Linked DNA regions of Mus musculus: regions 2, 3 and 4 are each linked to region 1. A link is a contact called in public Hi-C and HiChIP or PLAC-seq data. All regions are on one chromosome and are shown on one strand. The core of a region is the stretch at or near the end of the contact, and the rest is flanking DNA. Distances in the headings are between cores, read along the strand shown. Region 1 overlaps Dgkb (diacylglycerol kinase, beta). Region 2 has its middle 120 kb from the start of Gm24069. Region 3 has its middle 64 kb from the start of Gm34662. Region 4 overlaps Etv1 (ets variant 1).

What was found. Hi-C and Micro-C count contacts between places; a contact is called where the count stands out from the background. HiChIP or PLAC-seq counts read pairs in DNA pulled down with a chosen protein or histone mark.
Region 2: a contact with region 1 is called in a Hi-C map of cerebellar granule neurons, with 3 times the contacts expected there. The contact joins two enhancer-like sites. A contact is called at or near these places in 3 of 484 Hi-C or Micro-C datasets (cerebellar granule neurons and cerebellum), 1 of 115 datasets of contacts at active chromatin or transcription factors (a beta-TC-6 cell line) and 2 of 9 other capture datasets (embryonic tail and embryonic trunk).
Region 3: a contact with region 1 is called in a Hi-C map of cerebellum, with 3 times the contacts expected there. The contact joins two enhancer-like sites. A contact is called at or near these places in 2 of 15 datasets of contacts at CTCF or cohesin (pro-B cells and stem cell-derived epiblast-like cells) and 10 of 484 Hi-C or Micro-C datasets (the N1E-115 cell line, brain, cardiomyocytes and 4 more).
Region 4: a contact with region 1 is called in an H3K27ac HiChIP or PLAC-seq map of neural progenitor cells, with 7 times the contacts expected there. The contact joins two enhancer-like sites.

Annotation. Positions count from the first base shown.
Region 1 is chr12:38,340,693-38,345,685 of GRCm38.p6, reverse strand. All of the region lies in intron 21 of Dgkb (diacylglycerol kinase, beta), which reads right to left. Among named protein-coding and RNA genes, the nearest start is that of Gm52011, 25 kb to the left of the region's middle. Within about 2 kb of position 2,880, at least 25 of the 459 cell types and tissues checked have an H3K27ac peak or open chromatin away from gene starts, as enhancers often do. A contact at or near this core is called in cerebellar granule neurons, cerebellum and neural progenitor cells, where this site is marked.
Region 2 is chr12:39,336,246-39,341,238 of GRCm38.p6, reverse strand. No RefSeq gene overlaps it. Among named protein-coding and RNA genes, the nearest start is that of Gm24069, 120 kb to the left of the region's middle. Within about 2 kb of position 2,013, at least 5 of the 459 cell types and tissues checked have an H3K27ac peak or open chromatin away from gene starts, as enhancers often do. A contact at or near this core is called in cerebellar granule neurons and cerebellum, where this site is marked.
Region 3 is chr12:39,045,915-39,050,907 of GRCm38.p6, reverse strand. No RefSeq gene overlaps it. Among named protein-coding and RNA genes, the nearest start is that of Gm34662, 64 kb to the right of the region's middle. Within about 2 kb of position 2,772, at least 9 of the 459 cell types and tissues checked have an H3K27ac peak or open chromatin away from gene starts, as enhancers often do. A contact at or near this core is called in cerebellar granule neurons and cerebellum, where this site is marked.
Region 4 is chr12:38,858,468-38,863,460 of GRCm38.p6, reverse strand. Etv1 (ets variant 1) reads right to left here. Exons shown (of 13, transcript NM_007960.5): 12 at 2,073-2,174. Among named protein-coding and RNA genes, the nearest start is that of Gm34611, 46 kb to the left of the region's middle. Within about 2 kb of position 2,475, at least 32 of the 459 cell types and tissues checked have an H3K27ac peak or open chromatin away from gene starts, as enhancers often do. A contact at or near this core is called in neural progenitor cells, where this site is marked.

The DNA of each region.
Region 1 (4,993 bases), core at 1,631-4,130:
GTAAATATTTGATATTAAGGATACCTGATAGGGGCCCCTAAAGGGGTTACAACCCACATGTTGAGAACCACTCTTTAGAGGACCTGTGTGCTCTTTCTTTACAGCCTCAGGATTTCTCACTCACAGGAGTCAGATACCAGCTTTCTCCTTGTGTGATTTTTTTGGGTCTGTTTTTGACACAAGAGTTCATGTTGTCCAGTCTTGCCTGGAATTCATACATAGCTTTGATTGGCTTGACCTACTAATTTTCATGCCTTTGCCTCCTGAGTGCTAGGATTACAAATTTAAGCCACCACAGTAGCAAATGGCGTATAATATAGCAAATTCCTGTGAAAATAAAAGAGGAAGGGAGATGGTAATACATTAGTTTTATCACAAATATATTATTTATTTAAGTTTAACATAACAATAGTAAGGACTAGGAATTACTACTTCATTGTTGTAAATGATGAAGAGAGGCTCCTAAATAGCAAATAATTTGCCCAAGTTTTTACAGCTGGCAAGAAGCAGAATTAGATTCTCACAAAGACAAGAATTAAAAGCTTGTGTTTCTTATTTGGCTTTATGAAGTGTTTTGTGGAAAAGTTATCTATGAAACTAAATATCGTGTTCACATTTCCAAACCATCAATATCATCTTGGTTTCTATACACTCTGATTAGAATTCCGCGTATTTCTCAGTGAGCATCAGGACAACGTGGCTGCATAAATTGAACAGTGAAGTTAAAACCTGCAGAAATAACATAAGTATAAGTTGTATTGCTGTTTATGTGCCGCGGTACTCAGAAGATTCTGAATGAAATTAAAATGCATTTCACTGGTGTGGAATCATGAACATTTGTCAAAATTGTTTTGTACAAAATTCTCTAGCTTTTCACAGCTGTATAAATGCGCCAGCAAAGAAATGAGCACCGAGTGAATAAAAACAGATGTGGCATTTTGCGTATTATCAACAAAATCTCTCCTGTTTTCATCTTCCCAATGTCTTGCCATAACTTCATTTATGACATAATTCTGTACATAAAAACGCAGGGAAAGTACTTGATACTGGCATGCCCCACAATGGCCTTAAGGACAGCACTGTGGTTACTTATATTTCTCTAGAGATAACCTTTGCACAGGAACTAATTTTCTAACTAAAACTCCAACCTTCCATGCAATGCACTCAATGTGACACCGCCAAGCATTCTCCTCTCTACTGAATGTAATTGAGTCAGAACATTTAAAAGCACCTGAAATGAATGTGCACTGAACAGTCTCCATTTTGATTCAGGAAATGGATTTAGGGAATTTTTCAATACCCTGTGAATTTTAAGGAGAGGAAATTACCTTTGGTTATTTAAAGTGAGAGAAGCCATGCTCAGAGCCTTAGGCCAATGTGTTATCATCAAGCCCAAGCTAGTTGAAAAGGTCTGCCTCGGGAAAGTCAAAGTCACTAGTGGCTTGGCTTTATAAGTTGTGTTTTTGCAGCTCCTATTAAAATGCCACAGAGCGGATATTCTAGCGAAACTCCACATGGGTGCTCATCTTGTAAAGTTAACTGCCTTTTACTGTGTTTCTCCAACTGTTAGCCTTCTAGAGGGGAGCTATGCCAGTCTTAGACTAACTTGGGATAGCAGCTCCAATCACTTTAAGAGTTCATATTTTGCAGCTTTTAATTGTTTCAAATTTTTATGAGGCTGCAATATGTTTTAGCAGACATCTCCATAAGTGACATGATTATTTTATTCTAATCTGAAAACCCAATTATCACCTTGTTGTGGAAGACAAGGAACAGCTTTAGAGGTAAACTAATATATCCTACCAGTGGGATGGTTTGTCACTTTTGAAATAATAGTCATCTTTGCTAATAACACTGCTCTAGAACTTCATTGAATGAAAAAGAGAAATGGCAACCCTTCATGCTGCTACACATTAAAATGAACTTCCCACAGGTTTTTAAGGTGTTTACTACATGCTCAGTGTGTCGGATCACAAAGGGATGTGACAGCATTGACAACACAGAAGATCAAAAGCAAATGTGCTTCCTACCAGCTTTTAAAAGCAAGCAGATTTCACACACCACATAGATACATCATATGTGCAAATACACACAAATGGAAGAGCGTGCTGTATACCACAATAAGGAGAGATCACAGCATACTGATAAATGGTAGGAAAAGAACCTGCATTGTTAGAATAAATAGTATTTTAATCACCTCCAATGAACAGTAGCCCACAGTTTCTGCTTGCGAGTAGCTTGCTTTTGTGTTAAAACTTTTTGCTTGCTTTCATAATGGCTATACAAGAAGAATTGAAATAACAAACATATCAAAGATAGAATGTAAAGATATACTTAAATAGAAGTTGGTATTTATTATATTATTAAAATCTGTCAAATATTATTCTAAAATTATAATTATATTGGAAATAAATTTAGCATCATAGTGTGTCACAGGAATGCTGATATAGTTAATTTCTCCATATATTTACTTACAAAAAGTAAGAAACATTTTAAAGAATACACTCTGTTCCAATTAGAAAATAATCTCATACTTTGGCTTTTTTAATAGTTAGTAATCTACAATTAAGTCAGTGTATCAACCCTAAGACTTTCAGTTTGACTGCAGCAAAGCTCCTTCCACGTGTTAAGGCTGGCTTGTTCATCCAATGTGATCAAAGCTCTTTAATTAGTCAGTGGGGTGGGGTGCATTGATGTCCTTTGCCCTCCTGCTGCACACTGCTGAGACATTGGCGCTTTATTACAGACTCTCAAGCATACTGGCTGGCATTCAAACACAACTCAGATTACACTTCGTTAGAAGAACTGCATACTTCCACATGAGAAGGACTACTGATGTAAATAATCTAAGTCCTGGCAACGCAACAACCAAACAATGAGTTTGCCAGTGAGCATATTCAGCAAGGACTCATCCAACATTCTCTAGCAGGCTGAACTACAGCAATGCTGAGTGCATATGCGCTCTCGCCCTCTGCTGGCTGCATTCTACAATTTCACCAACGTATTAAAAATCTTTTAGAGACTTATAAAAAGTGACTTCCTTCCTTCCTTCCTTCCTTCCTTCCTTCCTTCCTTCCTTCCTTCCTTCCTTCCTTCCTTCCTTCCTTCCTTCTTTCCTCCCTCCCTCCCTCCCTCCCACTTTCTTCTTCCCTCCCTCTCTCCTTACATCCCTTCCTCCCTCTTTCCCTTCCCTCTCTCCCTTCCCTTCCTTCCTTCAACCCTTCCTTTCTGATATCCTCACTCTCTTTTACATATTGAGAACTTACTAAAAATGTATATTTTAAATTGAATTCCAAAATGTATATACAATTACACCTTGAAGATCACAGTTAAATTACATCTCTACATTAATTATATTAAAATAACTGAAATGTTTGATTAATTTTATTCTTTATTAATAAGAAGCTCTTTTAAATAAACTATAACCAAATAATTCAAATACATTGTTTTTGATATATCAACTAAAAATGAACAATCACAAAGTAAACTTAATAATTTTTTTCAAAAAGTATGAAATATAATTTAGCAATGATATTAAGTGGATAACTTGAACATAACACATCAATTATATTTAAAATAACCAAATTAAGTTAAGTAACTTAGACCATGCTAAGTTCACTCCATGCTGAATCACTCCAGTTTTGCAAATAATGGGACAAAAGTGACCCAATCATGGCAGTAGGTGATCGGCTCCAGCATGCAGATTACCTAATGACTGTTCAATTGGTTTGCTATCTGTAGCATTGGTATGGATGGTGCATCAATATCTCATATCCAACAGATAGGAAACTGGTCTAGTCATTGTCATCATCACCCCATAGGGAGCCTTTCCTCTGTATTGACTTATTGCTTGGCATTGCTTTCATCCATTCTGCATGTTCATACTTCCATTTCCAGCCTCTTGTTTTTCACAGACATATTCTCTTCAGCTTCAGCAAGGCAACAATCAAAACATTTCCTTACATTTCCTTAGTCTTACTTCATAAAATCTGCTCTTCCATAACACTTCATTAGTGAAGATGTGTGTGTGTGTCAGAGAGAGAGAGACAGACAGACAGACAGAATGTATCATCACTAACACATATATACGAATATATATGTATATACATTTTACACAGAGACAAGCATACATCACACACATTAATGTATATGCACACACACTGGTTTGGGTTTGAAATAATATATATATATATGTGTGTGTGTATATATATATATATATATATATATATATATATATATATATATATATTAAGTGCTGGGATTAAAGGCGTGTGCCACCACCGCCTGGCTGAAATCTTATATACTTGAGGTTGACCTTGCTCTTATGATCTTCCTGCCTCTGACTCCCAAGTGCAGGGACTATAGACGTGCACCATCACACCTCGTTTTACTTGGCAGATAAAGATCAGATTCTGGGCTTTATGCTTGCTAGCCAGGCACTTTCCCAACTGAGCAACACTCCAAACCATCATTAAGGGATTTATTAAGTGAAAAGGTAAAGATCTGCTGTCTGCTTTAGGCCTTCTGTCACTACAGGATGGGCAAGCTCTGCGGTTCAAACACCTGGCCGTAAGTACTCAGGAGTCAGCTTCGGAGTGGGGTCAGCTGTCTGCACCCCTGTGAGGGTTTCTGCTTCTTACTGTTCACCAAGGATGATTACAAGTTTGGTCTTAATGATTAGCTCAGGTTTTCCAATGACAGTCACAGAAGTAGGACAAGGAAAGCATGGGAGAATCAGAGTCCTGGGAATAAGAATGGATGCATTAGAGAGGGGAAGATAGAGTTTGGCGGCAGTGAGAATGTTGTGAAATAGCGACTACTGACAACAGTACATACTGGTTGGTAATCACTATTAAAGGGTTCTTACCAGAGGGCAAAGTCAGAAGGTGGGTCCTCCTGAGAAACTGGACTGTGATGCTCACATTAAGGTTTTTATGCCTTTAATTTCTAAATCTTTCCAGAAATTTTAGCCATTTAAGAAACGCTTTCTCAG
Region 2 (4,993 bases), core at 764-3,263, 1.0 Mb before region 1:
ACTCATATTTTTATATGATTAAGTGGTAGTCCTTAGTTTTCAGTAACTGAGAATATGAAGTTAGAAAACGATCATTAAGTTAAGCAAGTGATTGAAATCATGCAATGCCAGAGCTAATCCAAGGTATTCCTGGAAAAATGAGAAAGAAGGAAGGGAAAATTTTTAAAATGATGATTCCCTATTGAAATTCTATAGGTTTCAAGATAAAAACAACTACCAGAACTATAATTTAAAATCATATGTTTGTTCTGTCTGTGCAATTTCTTTATTCCTTTACTGCAATCCCATTTACCTTAAAGTTACTATTCCATTTAACAGAGCCACTAGGATACAATGAGAAATACAACTTGAATCTCTTTCTTCAGGAAGCTACACTCTTCTAAGATGTTAAGCCAAATACACAAGTGTTTGTTGATACATGTCAGGCTGTCACCATTTTATTATCCCTCTTCTTTTAGGGATGTGTCCCTTACTTGCTACAGGATATCAATTAGTACACCAACTCCAGGGCCATTTATCCCACTTTGAGTTTCAACTCCACTGAAAATTATTTCTGAGTCCTTCAGAACATTCTACAAGTGTTCCATGCCACATATATCCTACAGCAAAACATCTTAACTATTTCAATGATTTGTCCAGAAATTTGCTACATAAGTTACCGTGTTGAGTGACCAAAAGACTGTCTAGATACACTGCAAATATAATAAATCGTTCATCTATCACCATTGCATTATATGTCATTATGATGTATGTATGATGTGTGTGTGTGTGTGTGTGTGTGTGGAGGGGGGTATGTAGAGTGTTATATGCCACTGAACACATGTGGAGGTCAGAGGAAAACCTTCTGTTATAGTCTTCACTTAAAACTTTAAGATAGGGTCTTTGTTATTTAGACTGTTTATATCAGGCTAACTGGCCCATGAGCATCACAAGATTCTCTGACATACATATTATTGTAGGAACAATGGAATTTCAGAAAGGCATTGCTATTACTAGCTTTTATGCAGACTTTGGACACTCAAACTCAGATATTTATTCAGGCTTGCAAGACAAGCATTTTGACCAAATGAGTTTTCTCCATCTTCCCTCAATTAAAAAAAAAAATCATATACTCCCACCTTCGGATTTCCTCACTGCATAACTCAGTTTTGATTCGAACTTGTGCCCTTTTAAAACTTAATAGTTTTACAAAAGCCACTTTGAACCATTGACAGTAGTGAGAGGAAAAATGTACAGCAGAAGATAACCTAATGGACCCTTTGCCAGCAACAAATTCCCCTTTGCAGGACCCACTACAAGAGTCACTTAGGACTCATCAGATTAGCCCCATGAAAGTCTAGTCTGACACAGCATACCCCTTTCTGTTATATTAATGCAATAACTGTTGATATAGTTGAATGAATAATTAGCAGAAGGAAGATAGCTTGAATAGTGAGATTTTAATCATTTCATTCTCAACATAAATATTTTGCTAATCGATATGAAAGGTATTTATTTATTATAACTCTGTGATATTGTAAACTACGAGTGTTCATACAGTATATGCAAAGGAACTCTTAATATTTACTAAATTATAAACAAAGTATTAATTAAATGGAACATGTATTTCTGTATAATGAACCAACAAGACACTCGACTAAGTTATATAAATATATTTGCTTTGGGGAATACCCTTTTGGACTCTTTTATTTTTCTTCATCTTCTAGCATATCACAAATCCCCAGAAATATGCCATGCTAATATTGCCAACTGAGTTCTTCCAAGCAGAGATGACATCAGCCATCTGTCACACAGTATTAATGCTGAGAAGCAAAGCCAACTATAGAGAAAATAAATACCTTTCATATCGATTAGCCAAATATTTATGTTGAGAATGAAATGATTAAAATCTCACTATTCAAGCTAATTACCCTAAGTGAATATTTGCCTCCAAGTGAACGACACACCAGCAGTATGCTTGCCTTATTGCCTTGCTAAAACCAAATTTCATTGTGAACATGTGTGCTGCTGAGGGGCCTGTGCTAGACTTCGCAAGGTGTTGCGATACACTACTGTAGCTCTCTTTCAGCCTGCAGGTGTATCTCCTGCTGCCTTGATAGATTCGATCTATACACTGCATGGCACCAGCTTCCAGATGGCTGCTTTCTTTTTCTATTTTAGGTTACTCAATCTCTTTTAGGCAGATCCCTGGAGCTTGTCATCACAGGGTCAAATAATCAGTGTTTCCCACATCTGACAATGCTGAAGCATCCATTTTTCTTGAGGTGGGTAAGGTAGGCTAAATAGGCACCTGGCTTAATCACAATAGACGGTTCCACTATTTTCTAAATTGGGCAGTTCTTCCAGATTCAGTGGCTACTGTGGTGATTACACAGAGTCTTTCAGTGTTGACAGCGGATATTGTCAAAACTTGCTATGTCAGCTTTTATAAAACACATGTACATGTTGAGGGATACGACCTTTTCTCTACTCTATTTGAGTCTTTGGGGGGAGGGGGTACTTTATAATTGTGTGTATATTATTCTTTCTGGGAAAAAGTGATATACAGTGGTTTATAATTTGAATAAGTCATAGGAGGTGTTTTGAGCCTCTTCCCAGTGACTTAAAGGTCATAGTATAGAATGTTTCTGTCAACTCAAGTATTTCCATTTAGCTTGGCACGAAACAGCCACTTCTACTAAAATAAATGAAACACGAAGACATAAAAATATTTTGGGAAAGTCTACTACTTTATATAGTAACCAAAGTCACAGTGTTATGTGATCTGTCTGAGAGATCAGTTACACTCCAGTCACTCTGGGTTGCTGCTCTGTGTGGCTTCCAAGAGAGTCCAAAATACAGTTTGAAGTGAATTAATAACCATTGTAGCTATCATCTCTCTCTAAATGTTGAATTCTCCAGATATGTAAAATTGGGACCAATGAATCTCTTTCTCATGTCATGAAAAAATAACTCTAACAACATATTCTATTCTTAACACCGTTTTTCTCTGGAAGATGCTCCTAGTTTTCATAATAAGGGCCTTAACCTATCCAGGAACATACTTACACACATTCTGTATTTTTCATTGTATTGCATTATTATATCAAAATAGTGAAAAATTCTCAATGTGATATTACAACATTGAAATAAGAAAAAGTAATCATCCATCTTACTTAGCCAATGTGGTTTTCCATGCTGAACCTGCGTGAGGCAAAGCCACCTCCACAATCCTGTTTCCCACTGCTGCTCCATTGTTATCTGGGGAAGCCATGAATATAGGCACAGCAATAATTTCATGCTGAAAATAGGTCTTCTGTTAGACAAATATGATCATTCTCTCAAAAATTCTAGTTCCCACTAAGAGGAAATGAGAAAAGAATCCCACTTCTGAACTCTTCTGAATAGAAACAAAGAATGACTCTTACCAACAGTTAGTATTTTCTGACATATCTATTTTGGAAAACTATTAATCACTTTCCCTTTCATGTTCAGAGACAATTTTTTATTACCCTTAATAATTCATTGTAAAATTTGAAATTTTATGTTGTATCCATTAATTTTTATAAGACAAACTTTACAAAAATACATTGAGTTCAATAAACAGTTTATTTATTTTATTCAGTTTATTCATTTATTTATAGTTCTGCTTGTTATCCCCTTAGAGTTTAAGTCATGTTAATACACATGTGTAGCATATAAGGCTGGATGGTAGGTAATGCTTATCTTTAGGTAGGTAAGGATTATCTTTAATGCCCTGTATGCATTTCTGATGCTTTGTTGGTAGATATCTATACCCTCCTTTGTGTGATATCTCATTTGCCCAGAGCCACAGCAAGTATCTTTACACAGTGATGAAAATACTTGAGAATGAAAACAGGTGTTGCAAGGTCTTCTGAAGGCCTAGTTTCAGGAAACACATTTTATTTCACATGAGTTTTGCTGGTTATAAAAATGCATTCGAGAAAAAACAAAAACAAAAACAATCAGCAAAAAGCTAGGCAGTGGTGGCACACACCTTTAATTCCAGCACTTGGGAGGCAGAGGCTGGCAGATTTCTGAGTTTGAGGCCAGTCTGGTCTACAGAGTGAGTTCCTGTACAGCCAGGGCTATAGAGAAACCCTGTCTCGAAAAACAAAAACCAAAACAACAAAATAATGCATACGGCCATTGCTCATGCCAATGTAAATAATATTTGGTTCATTTATTATAATTGTAAGTTACAAAAACATAAAACATATATGCATCTATGTGCATAGACAGAAGGACAGTATTTGAGATGCCAGACACTGAGCATTCCTGTGTTCTTCACAAGCTGAATAAGCTGTATCTTTTCTGTTCTTTAATCGTGTCACCCATAAAATGGCAATAAATACACTATAGGTTCATTCTGAAATTGAGACACATTTGGAATAATGTCTGGCATAACTCACTCACAAATAGGCCATCTATAACATCTTTGTCATAGCCCCTTCCAAAGGTTCAAGGACTATTCCAGAAAAGGAGATGGAAAGATGGATAGAGCCAGAGGTTAGGAGAGATTGTTTTTAGCTAAGAAAATTAAACCAAACTAAAGAGAGAAGGATTAAATGTAGACCAAATAAATCAGCAAATGTAAATTTTAATACTTTGGGAAATTTATATTTGAACACAGAAAAAGGGAAAATAGTAAAAGAGGTATAAACATGAAAAAATAAGGAGCTAAAAACAAACAAAATAAATATTGTCCATCTGACCTATCTAATCCAATTATAATTTGTACTGTGAAACCTAAATGGTGCTGTTAAACTAAAAAAATAGTTGTTAAGTACTTTCATCAGAAATCACCACATAAACACAGTCCATCCAGAAGGAGTGTATAAATGCAGGGAAACACTGTTTTGTGTTGACCTGTAAAAACAAAGCAATTATGACTGACCATTGAGTATCGATTCTTTCTGATTTCAAGATAGCGGGGTCTCAAGTGTATGCTTTTGACTCACTAAGGCAAGGTGCTCATGAGTTCTGGGGAGCC
Region 3 (4,993 bases), core at 1,523-4,022, 710 kb before region 1:
TATTACTCAGCTATTAAAAACAATGACATCTTGAAATTTGAAGGCAAATGGATGGAACTAGAAAAGACCATCTTGAGTGAGATAACCCAGATTCATAAAAATAAACATGGTATGCACTCACTTATAAGTCAGTATTAGCCATAAAGTAGAGGATAACCATTCTCCACTCCACAGACCCAAACAAGGCCTAGCATAGCCATCATTAGAAAGACTTCACCCAGCAACTGAAAGTAACCTTTGCAGAGACCCACAGACAAACATTGGGCAGAGTACGGGAGTCCTGTGGAAGGGGGGAGGATTGAAAGGGCCAGAGGGTTCAAGGACACCACAGGAAAACCACTAGAATCAACTAATCTGTGCCTCTGAGACTGAACAACCAACCAGAGAGCATGCATGGGACTGACTAACGTAGGCCCTCTGTACGTACGCCACAGTTGTATAGCTTGGTCTTCTTGTGGGATTCCTAACAGTGGGAGCAGGGGCTGTCCCCTCTTATGCCTTCCTTTGGGAAGCTCCCTACACCCCCCCATCCCCCATTCCAGTGGACTGCCTCTTCTAGTCTCAGTATTTGAAGATTCAACCAGTCTAACCACAACTTGATTTGTGATGACTAGTTGATATCCATGGGAGGCTTCATGAAAGAAAGAAAGAAAGAAAGAAAGAAAGAAAGAAAGAAAGAAAGAAAGAAAGAAAGAAAGAAGAGGAGGAGGGGTTGATTAAGGGCAGGAAGGAGGGACTGTTAGGATAGAAAAGAGGGGAAAGTGGATTGGGATGTAAAGTAAATAAATAGTTAATAAAAACGATTGCCTTCTCTCCAACCCCTCTCAGTGGACAGCTGACAACACTATTACACTCCTACACTGTGGATCAGTTTGCACGAAATATCTGCGTGTTTTTCCTTACAAAGAACCAGCAGTTGAGTGGGTGGGAGGAGCTGCCTGCAAAGATGGCTGAGGGCCTCTTCCCGTCTCCTTAAGCTCCCAGGTACTTTTGGTCACATTAAAAACTCAAAAGGTTCTTGTGCTGTGGAAACCGCTTTATCAGTCATTCTAAACACCAAAGTTCTTATGGCCTTGCTATTTGAGGAATGCTCTGACTCTTCAGCCAAAATGCCAGTCTGTGTATAGTTAGACTTTGAAGTCGCATCATTTACACAGCTGTTAGAATGAAGCAGACAGAGGGCTGCAGTCTTAACCTCTCAGTCACCCTGCACCGCCACCCGAACGTTCCCAATGGACCTCTATGACGTGTAAGAAAGGTGGGCCTACAAAGATCTTCTGGCGCCTTCCAGATTGCAAATGAGTATATTCCATATAGCCAAAATTATCCAGGTTGCTTAAGAAATTTGTATCCTTCATTAATGTTTAAGAATTTGGTATGGTCCCTCATATTAAAATACATTGTATTAGGGACCAAATTTCCAATAAATTCGCCATGATTTTAAGTTTCAACTGTGGGACAGTGTATACCATTAGGTATCTACCTCACCAAAATTAGGACAAATTTATTTACCTCCACTAAAATGGAGGAAAGGAATCCAGTTAATTGATTATAAGGAAGTTACAAAAATAAATTTTACAGACCTTTCATCAATTGAATGTGCTTTAAAATGCCTTTAGCCTTTAAGTTCGAAGTCCCCTGGCAATGTGCTGCTAGGCTTCATCCTAGAACTCCTGGTGGATTATCACTAATCTTTGATCCTGTAGTGGGACTCCACCAACTTGTCTGGAGCTGATACTGCCCTCTAGCTGCCAATGGGGGCTAAATCCTCACAGAAACAAATCTCAGGGCTTTTCACCAAGACACACCTTCAGACTGAGGACTGAGAATTTGCTAAAGTTCTCTGAGACACCCACATTCTGGATCATGTAGTCAAAAGTCTCTTCATGCTCTCAGCAATCAACACTTCAGAAGAGCCTCACCTTCTTTCTCTCTACCTTAAGCATTCATCCTTCCAATGGAAGAGGAGTTTTAAAAGAAGCATATTCCTTAAGAATAAAAATAAACAAACTTCATAGAAAATCACAATGAGACAAATTCTTTCCCCGGCTTCTCTGGCTTTCACATGCCTTTGCATAATGAAAGGGCTAATATAACATAACAAATCCTAAACTGTTTTCACAAGGACTGGAAAAAAGATGTGTAAAAGTATGCTCTGTCTTGCTTCCTTCTGTTCACAATGTATCTAAATAAAACAAATGGTGTTCTTGCTCTTTCTGTCTGTTTCCCAATCTGTTTGGATAGTAGCCACCATTCCAGAGCCAACGATAATATCTGACACTTCCTGACATCATGAAAGCCGCCATCTGTCCATCACCGAAACCCTTTACTTTGTAAAGACTACTTGGCTTGATCCTTAATGAAGCTTCAAGTTGAACGCACAGATTGGCTTAGAAGAAATACGGTGAATAATTGACACAAGGAATCTGTATAAAATCACGTTTTCATTAGATCCCATCTGAAAACATAAAATGAAATATTAAGGCCCCTTCACAGGCAAAAAAGACTTGGTTTAGTTTCAATTGTGTTTCATTTCCGATTTGCCTGTGAAGTTTAGGCAGTGTTAAACATGATGAATAAACCTGAACTAAAACCTAAGCTTTGAATTCAATATTTTCAGTCTTGTAAAACTAAACAGTTAGACACGACTCTGCCGTGTGTGTATTTGAGCTATGGAAAAAAGGGAGAAAATCCATCCACTATTTTCTCAAGGCTTGAGAAAATCGTGCCATTTAAAACTGAATCAACTCTTCTTTAACACCTGAGCGATTATCCAGGAAACAAAAGAAGGCTCTGTATGTCTTCACTTGTAAATGTCAGAGGTTAATACAAACACACTGGGACTGGCAGTGTCAGGTCGGGTTTTTGTTTTATTAATCTATCGTAACTCTAGATGTGCAATAAGAGAATTAGTGAATACGGAAAGTAAGAAAGAAGATTTTCCTCAGCACTATTCTTTCATAAAATGTAACTTTCCAGGGAGAGAGAGAATAATAAGCTTTATGTATGAATGGCATTACTATGTTGCGCTATTGTGTTTATAAATAGTGCTTTTATACTAAAGGCATTCTTTTCTTAATCTAGTATTATCTCCTTGTTCTTTATACTAGTCTCATGAATTCAATGGATATAGAGCCATGTAATTTCTTCTACTAATCAAAGTAGAGTGTACATATGAGTGCATATAAAATTATATACCTATGTATATACTCATGTATAAATAGAACAGAAAGAGATACGAGAGACATAAAACAATACCGATATACAGAGATTAACTGAGTATGTATGTATACTTAAGGAATTCAAAGTTTGAACCTTAAATAAAGAAAAACTGATTGTGGAGTTATAAATGAGTGATTTTAAGAGTTTAATTTCTACTATCTTAGTGAAATCAAATGTATTAAGTATAGATTCTATATCAAGTACAAGGTCAGGCCTGTCCAACTTGTTATTCCTTTTTATGCTACATGTTCTACAGTGTCACCTGTTTAATGTTCCCAAAAGTTAATTGAAGCATAGAAAGGGCAACTCACCTGCACAATGTTCCACAGCCCATCAGTGCTAGACTCTGGATTCAAGTCCAAATGGTCTGATTCAATGCCAGAGCATCCTTCCATCACCAGCATACAGGACCTCTTGGCTAGACTGCATACCATACTGGCTGTGAACTGTAGGATTATTAAACATGGAACAACAGTGAAGTGAATAGATACAAACTTAGGATCTGAATATTTTCATCAGAAGAGAACAGCAGATTTTAGAAACCTCTACACAGGAACCTGGAAGAATGCTATGTTCTAGAAAAGTAAATGGCTTTCAGCCACACTATCAGCATTACTAAATAGAGTCTCCCTGTACTTTTGGTCACTGTTGTATATGAAGAGAAAGTCCGGAGTATACTACAAAGCAGTCTCATTGAAGTTTCTTGCCTATCCAACTCTATCAGTGCAATAAGTTTTCAGATAAGAAGTGAAGAACAAATCATTCACATGCAATAATAGGGAAGGAGGCAAAGTGATTCTTTTGAGCAAATAGACTGTCTTTTAAAGCAGATAGCCCTGGATTTTACTCCTCTCTAAGCCCCATGATCCTTAAAACCAACAGATACTAAGGGAAACTTTTATTCAACACACTATCCAGGGTTCTTCCTAACCTATCATGAAAACAACCATTACTATTTTCTAAGTTAATTCAGCATATGACACATGTCTTCACAATATTTCACTGATACAGTTTTATAGTACTGTTGATATCATTACCTATTCAAAAAAAACCAAAAACAACAACAACAACAACAACAACAACAACAAAAACCAAAAAAAAACAAAAACAAAAACAAAAACAAAACTACTAGAGGGTTGGAAGTGTAGCCATGGGCTGACACATGAGCAGAATGGGCAGTTATATCTCCTGTTGTAGGTGCCCTGAATAATTCAGGGCTCTGTACAGGGGTTTAGTTTTAGTCTACAGTTTAGTAGCACTTCATTGTTTCTCACATATACCTAGAAATCCATCCATTCCATGTTGTACTGTAATACAGGCTGATGTTTCTCAACTTGGAGATAAGGTATTGTGATTTTTCAAATATAAATGGTACAGTAGTAAATTTCAAAGTAAATTGTCTAAAAAGGTGTTCTAGTCAGCTATAATTCATTTCATGTTGAGATTTATAAATTTGCATTGTACTGCTGGCTGGGGCAGAGTCAAGTATAAATAAATTGGATCTAGGGTGCCACTCTCTGCTGTTGGTCCAACTCCAATACATATGAACAACAAATTCTTGATCCTTAAAACCCTATGAGAAGAGTGTTTTTATGATGCATAAATGTTACTTTAAAATAGCCAAAGTAGAAACTGAGCAATACTTCATGTTTTTAAGTGAAGAGAAGGAAAAGGAAGGGGCCACAGGAGAAAAATGAAAGGAGTGGGGGAGGGAAGGGACAGAGAAGGGTGGAGGAAGGGAAAGGGAAGAAGAGAAGAGAGAGAAGAGGAG
Region 4 (4,993 bases), core at 1,226-3,725, 520 kb before region 1:
GTAAGAAGCCCTGTAGGTTATTAGGTAAAGCTAAAGGCAACAGTGAGGTGACAAAACACAGGGATTTTGTGGAGGAACATATCAGAAGTAAACAGGGAGGTAGATCTGTCAAATAAAGCCCAGACAGATATTTAAATTACATTTCAACTTTTAAATTTTCAAGATGGTTCAGCAAGGGTACTTGACACCAAACCTGACAACCAGAATTCGACACCTGGGACCCACAGATTGGAAAGTCAAGCTTGATTACTGCAAGGTATCATCTGACTTGCACACATACACTGGTGGTACACACACACACACACACACACACACACACACACACACACTAAATAAATAAGTAAATAAATAAATATAATAATTTTTTCTAAAATTTGAAGGAGAAGGAATAGGGGTATATTTGACCCAAATAAATTATATTTATGTATGAATATTAAATTAAATAAATAAAATATCAAATATAGATGATAAGCAAAAGAAGCAAACATAATTGTATTATGCAGAATACAAACATTACTATATTAGTATAGTAATACTTAAATATTTTATGTATTGCTTAAGTATTCTAAGCATTGCTACATGTTTAACAAGATGTGCACATATTTTATCTACGAAGTACAATAAACATTTTTCAGCATTCATTTCTATTTCAGAAATATGGAAATTAATAACCATTTATAATGTTTCATTTGCATTAACCCATTTGGTTATTTTTATTTTACTCTTCAGGCTTCTAATTCAACTGCTCTTTTCACACAGCACAAGTGCCTAATTAAGGTTTTAAGCCAATGAGCAAATATGGTCATACAGACTTGAATGTAATTCCCCATTATATATTTTTATGTAATAAAATGGGGAGACACAGAGTTCCTCTGAATAAACTATGCTACAATTTACTTTGCCATGAGGATAGTCGATACCCATAGCAAGAGATATCATGAAACAGGCAGAACATTCTAGAAAGAAGTCTCATAGAAGTCATGAATGTTTCTTAAAATAGCACACTGTGCTTATAAGGAGGCTAAGAGAACTTGCTAAGAGTCTAAGGGGCCCTGATTGGTTACTAGCTACATGCAGACTCCAAGTTTTGCACGTTGGTGTGATAAACAACCTCCCTTCCTAGTACCAAACAGTGGCATCCGCAAAGTCCATTCCATGCAGGATTCATATCTACATGTAGGGCTATATAAGCCACAGACCACACAAGGCTGAAGGAAATAATAACAAATATCCAAATGTTTTATCTTCATATATTCATTTATTCATGGCCTCCTTTATAAATGTTATATTTTAAGTACATTTTATCTTTATCCATGTTTTTGTATTTTATGCAAAAGAACTTTTAAATATTAAAAGCTCATTTGAATTAAAATATATTGAACTTTGTTCTATGAACCAAATAAGATGAAACATTTATTTCAGGCAAGTAGTTTGGGATAGTAAACTGTCAAGTGATGAGATAAGGCAAGATATCTAGCAAGAAAAAAAATTTTTTTTCTTTTTCTAATAAGAACAAGGGCTGCCTGAGTGTTTTAAGAACCAGAACAAGAGATCCGGGTGGTGGTGGCGCATGCCTTTAATCCCAGCTCCTGGGAGCAGAGGCAGGTGGATTTCTGAGTTCAAAGCCAGCCTGGTCTACAGAGTGAGTTCCAGGACAGCTAGGGCTCTGTAGGGAAACCCTGTCTTAAAAAACCAAAGGAAGGTAGGGGCAAAAAAGAAATAGAACAAGAAAAAAAAAACAAGCATTTCAAAAATGTGTGACTCTGAGGTACAATAAAATTACAGCCTTTAGAGACCTGGAGATCCAGTATCAATACTGAAATTACCTGTTTACCATGTGTAGCAAAGTGAAAGCTTCCAGAAAGATTGTCATTTGGTAGATACCACTATACATTTATGTCCAATGTCCATGAAGTTATAAATAGAGTCCTGATATCCTAAGCAGGAGCCAAGTTGTGTCAGCATGGGGGAAAGCCTGACTGAAGCAAAGCCCTGATAATGTGCTCTCTAAAAATATGACGTGGAGACCAATGGGCACCGTCACAGTGAGCTTTAATGAATCATCATCTCACCTTTTGCATGATTCCCTTCTCATAATAATAGCGGAGAGAACGACTAAGTTTGTCATAGTTCATCGCCGGCCTGTTCTTCTGAATGCCCCAACGCCGGGCCACCTGCCACCAAAACAGAATCCTATTGTTAGTGCTGAGTCTTAAACTGGCTTACACACTTAGACACACACACACACATACACACACACAAAGAGGAGAGAGAGAGAGAGAGAGAGAGAGAGAGAGAGAGAGAGAGAGAGAGAGAGAGAGAGAGAGTTCATAAATATATGACTTCTAAACGCACCTTTCAAATCTAAGGCATAAAGAAAGAGCAACAGCAACAGCCTTCATGTTGTGAATTCCCTGTGTCCTGGTTTAAACCAGGCTTACAGTTCTCTCTTTTCAACGTCACAATAGGATCCTTTGTCACCATTGTTTTGGATAGAAATTAAATGGAAATAAGGGAATGTGTTTGCATCACGAAAGAACAGACTGTGCAATTCACCAAAATGAGGCAGATTTTCCCTTCTGCCATACACTAGCAGTCTTTTCCTTCCTGAACTTTCAGACAAAAAAAAAAGAAAAAGAAAAAGAAATCCCAGATTAGGAACTGCTTAATGATCCCTTTGTAAAGGTGTTCTATTGCATTTGTTAAAAAAAGAAAGAAAAAAAAAAAGACTCTGCTCAGATTGTATGAAGAAAGAGTGACCAGCAGCTGGCAGTGAGGCAGCAGGGGGAACAGTATGCCAATTAATAAGCTCAAGTACAAATAATTGTTGCCTAAATCAGCATCTAAGAAAACTATAGCCAACCCCAAACTGGAAAATTAAACTCATTTAGGAAACATTAATTGGATGCTAAAAATAAGGCGGAAGTGGAAAAGTCACCATGTATATGAGTCTTTTCCTTTTAAAGCAGAATGTCCACAGTGTGGCTTTCATAAAGGTCTCAGAAGGGTTTCAAATGTGACGGTCATAGAGATGGATGTGGTTAGGACAGAGCTTTCCAACAGAGCTTAAAACCACTTCTCCTTCCCAATGGCACCACTCCACTTCACCATCACGCTGGGCTGACGGAGGCATACAGAGAGAGGAGCCTGTTTCTCTCACCCCAGTGCAGTCTAGATCTCATTAAGCCTCATTCTTTGGTAGTCTGAGGAAAGATCATGCTCAGCCTGAGCAAGCCCAAAACAGAGCATGAGCCTTTGTTTCCTCAAAATTCCAAGTTATGTCCTATCAACAAAAAGAGTCCTGAGAATCATCTCTCTGCTCGTGTCTTCCCTTGGTTAGCAGCAATCTGTCACCCACACCCCACCCCACCCATCTTTAAGTAGTTTGTGTTTTCGAAATGAACAAATAATCATGTTGAATCACATGGATTGGTGTACTGTTCTGTGAGTAGTGATACGATCGAGCAGAAACAAAACTATTCGTTCAAGCCAGCAGTCAAAGGGGAGAACACATCTTAATTTTCCACAATCTTTACAGTAAATGCTCTAAGCAATAGTGAATGCAGCAGGGACAGGTGCCAAAATGAAAGGAAAGCAAGCCAGGCATGGTGAGGTGTGTTGGAAATTCCAGTACCTGGGAGCTGAATATGAGACTAAGACTATAGCAGGAGATTATGAGTTCTAGACCACCCTGGGCTATGAGACCCTGAAATGAGGAACAGAATGGAGATGAGGGATAGACTATGAAGGAAGAAAGGAAGGAAGAAAGGAGGGAAGGAGGGAAGGAGGGAAGGAGGGAGGGAGGGAGGGAGGGAGGGAGGGAGGGAGGGAGGGAGGGAGGGAAAGAAGAGGGGAGTTTTGTTTTGTTGGGGTTGTTTTCTAGGTTTTTTTTTTTTAAGTAAAATCCTTCAAAAGTGTAATGAAGGCTATCAGTTGCTCAATAGAGATACCAAGTTGTGTCCTAGCCACAAAAGCTCGCAAGTGTGAAAAATTCTGTTAAGCAACAGTTCCTGAAAAACAGCATTTACCAATTAGTCTTTATTAGAATTTGCCATTTAAGAGTTCTCTTCAAAATTAAAAGGCAATGAACTTTAAGGCACCATAGAAGTCTCTGGAGAGGGACAGAACTGCTGTGAATACCTTAAGAGAGTCTGCTTCTTATAATGCCAATAGATTCTCAGCACTATGGATTATTAGTCTGTATGTAAAGAAAGTCTGTTCTTAGACATATTTTGTGTCACAATTGGCACAAACGTAAGGTAAAAATAGACAACAATATGTGTATATAATGTAGACAAAAGGGTCTAAAATTAGCAGGAAGCCTAAATAGGTTCCAGGCAGTTAAAAAACTACATCCACTTGGTTCCCCCTAAGTACCACTAATGCCATACATACAATCACTCAAAGTTAAGGAACGGTTTTTAACATGGACTCTCAAAATGAAAAGAAGACTTTCTCATGTCTTACTTTAGATAGGAGCACACAGGGAACAGTGTCTTGGCATGCGTTTTCGCTGCCAGTGACATTAAATGAATCAGTTTAATACTTTAAGTATAACTCTATTTTATTATATTAATAAATACATTTTTTTGGTGTTAGTGTTTGAACTCAAGGCTAGCACTGCACCAGTGACCTGTATCTTCCAGCCCATCAAATTACTTTGGAAGGTCATGCTTAGCTATGGGACAGTGAGCCTGGGGTCTGACAATCTGACTGCCCTGATGTTCAACTAGCTCGAGCGTCAACAAAAGACCATGGTTGAATCTAGCAAGGGTCTTGCTATGTTAAAGAGTGTTTCTGGGAAAAATTGCCTAGGATGATTGACTAATTTGTAAGTAATATACCATTATCTCAGATACCTGAAAGAGAGAGCTGTGTTTGCTATTGGTATCCAAGCAGACAGAGCAGATAAGCATGGCAGACTCGGAATTTCAATCATTATAATTTATACTGACATGTGAAAGATGAGAAAATAAGTCCTGTGAGTTGAACA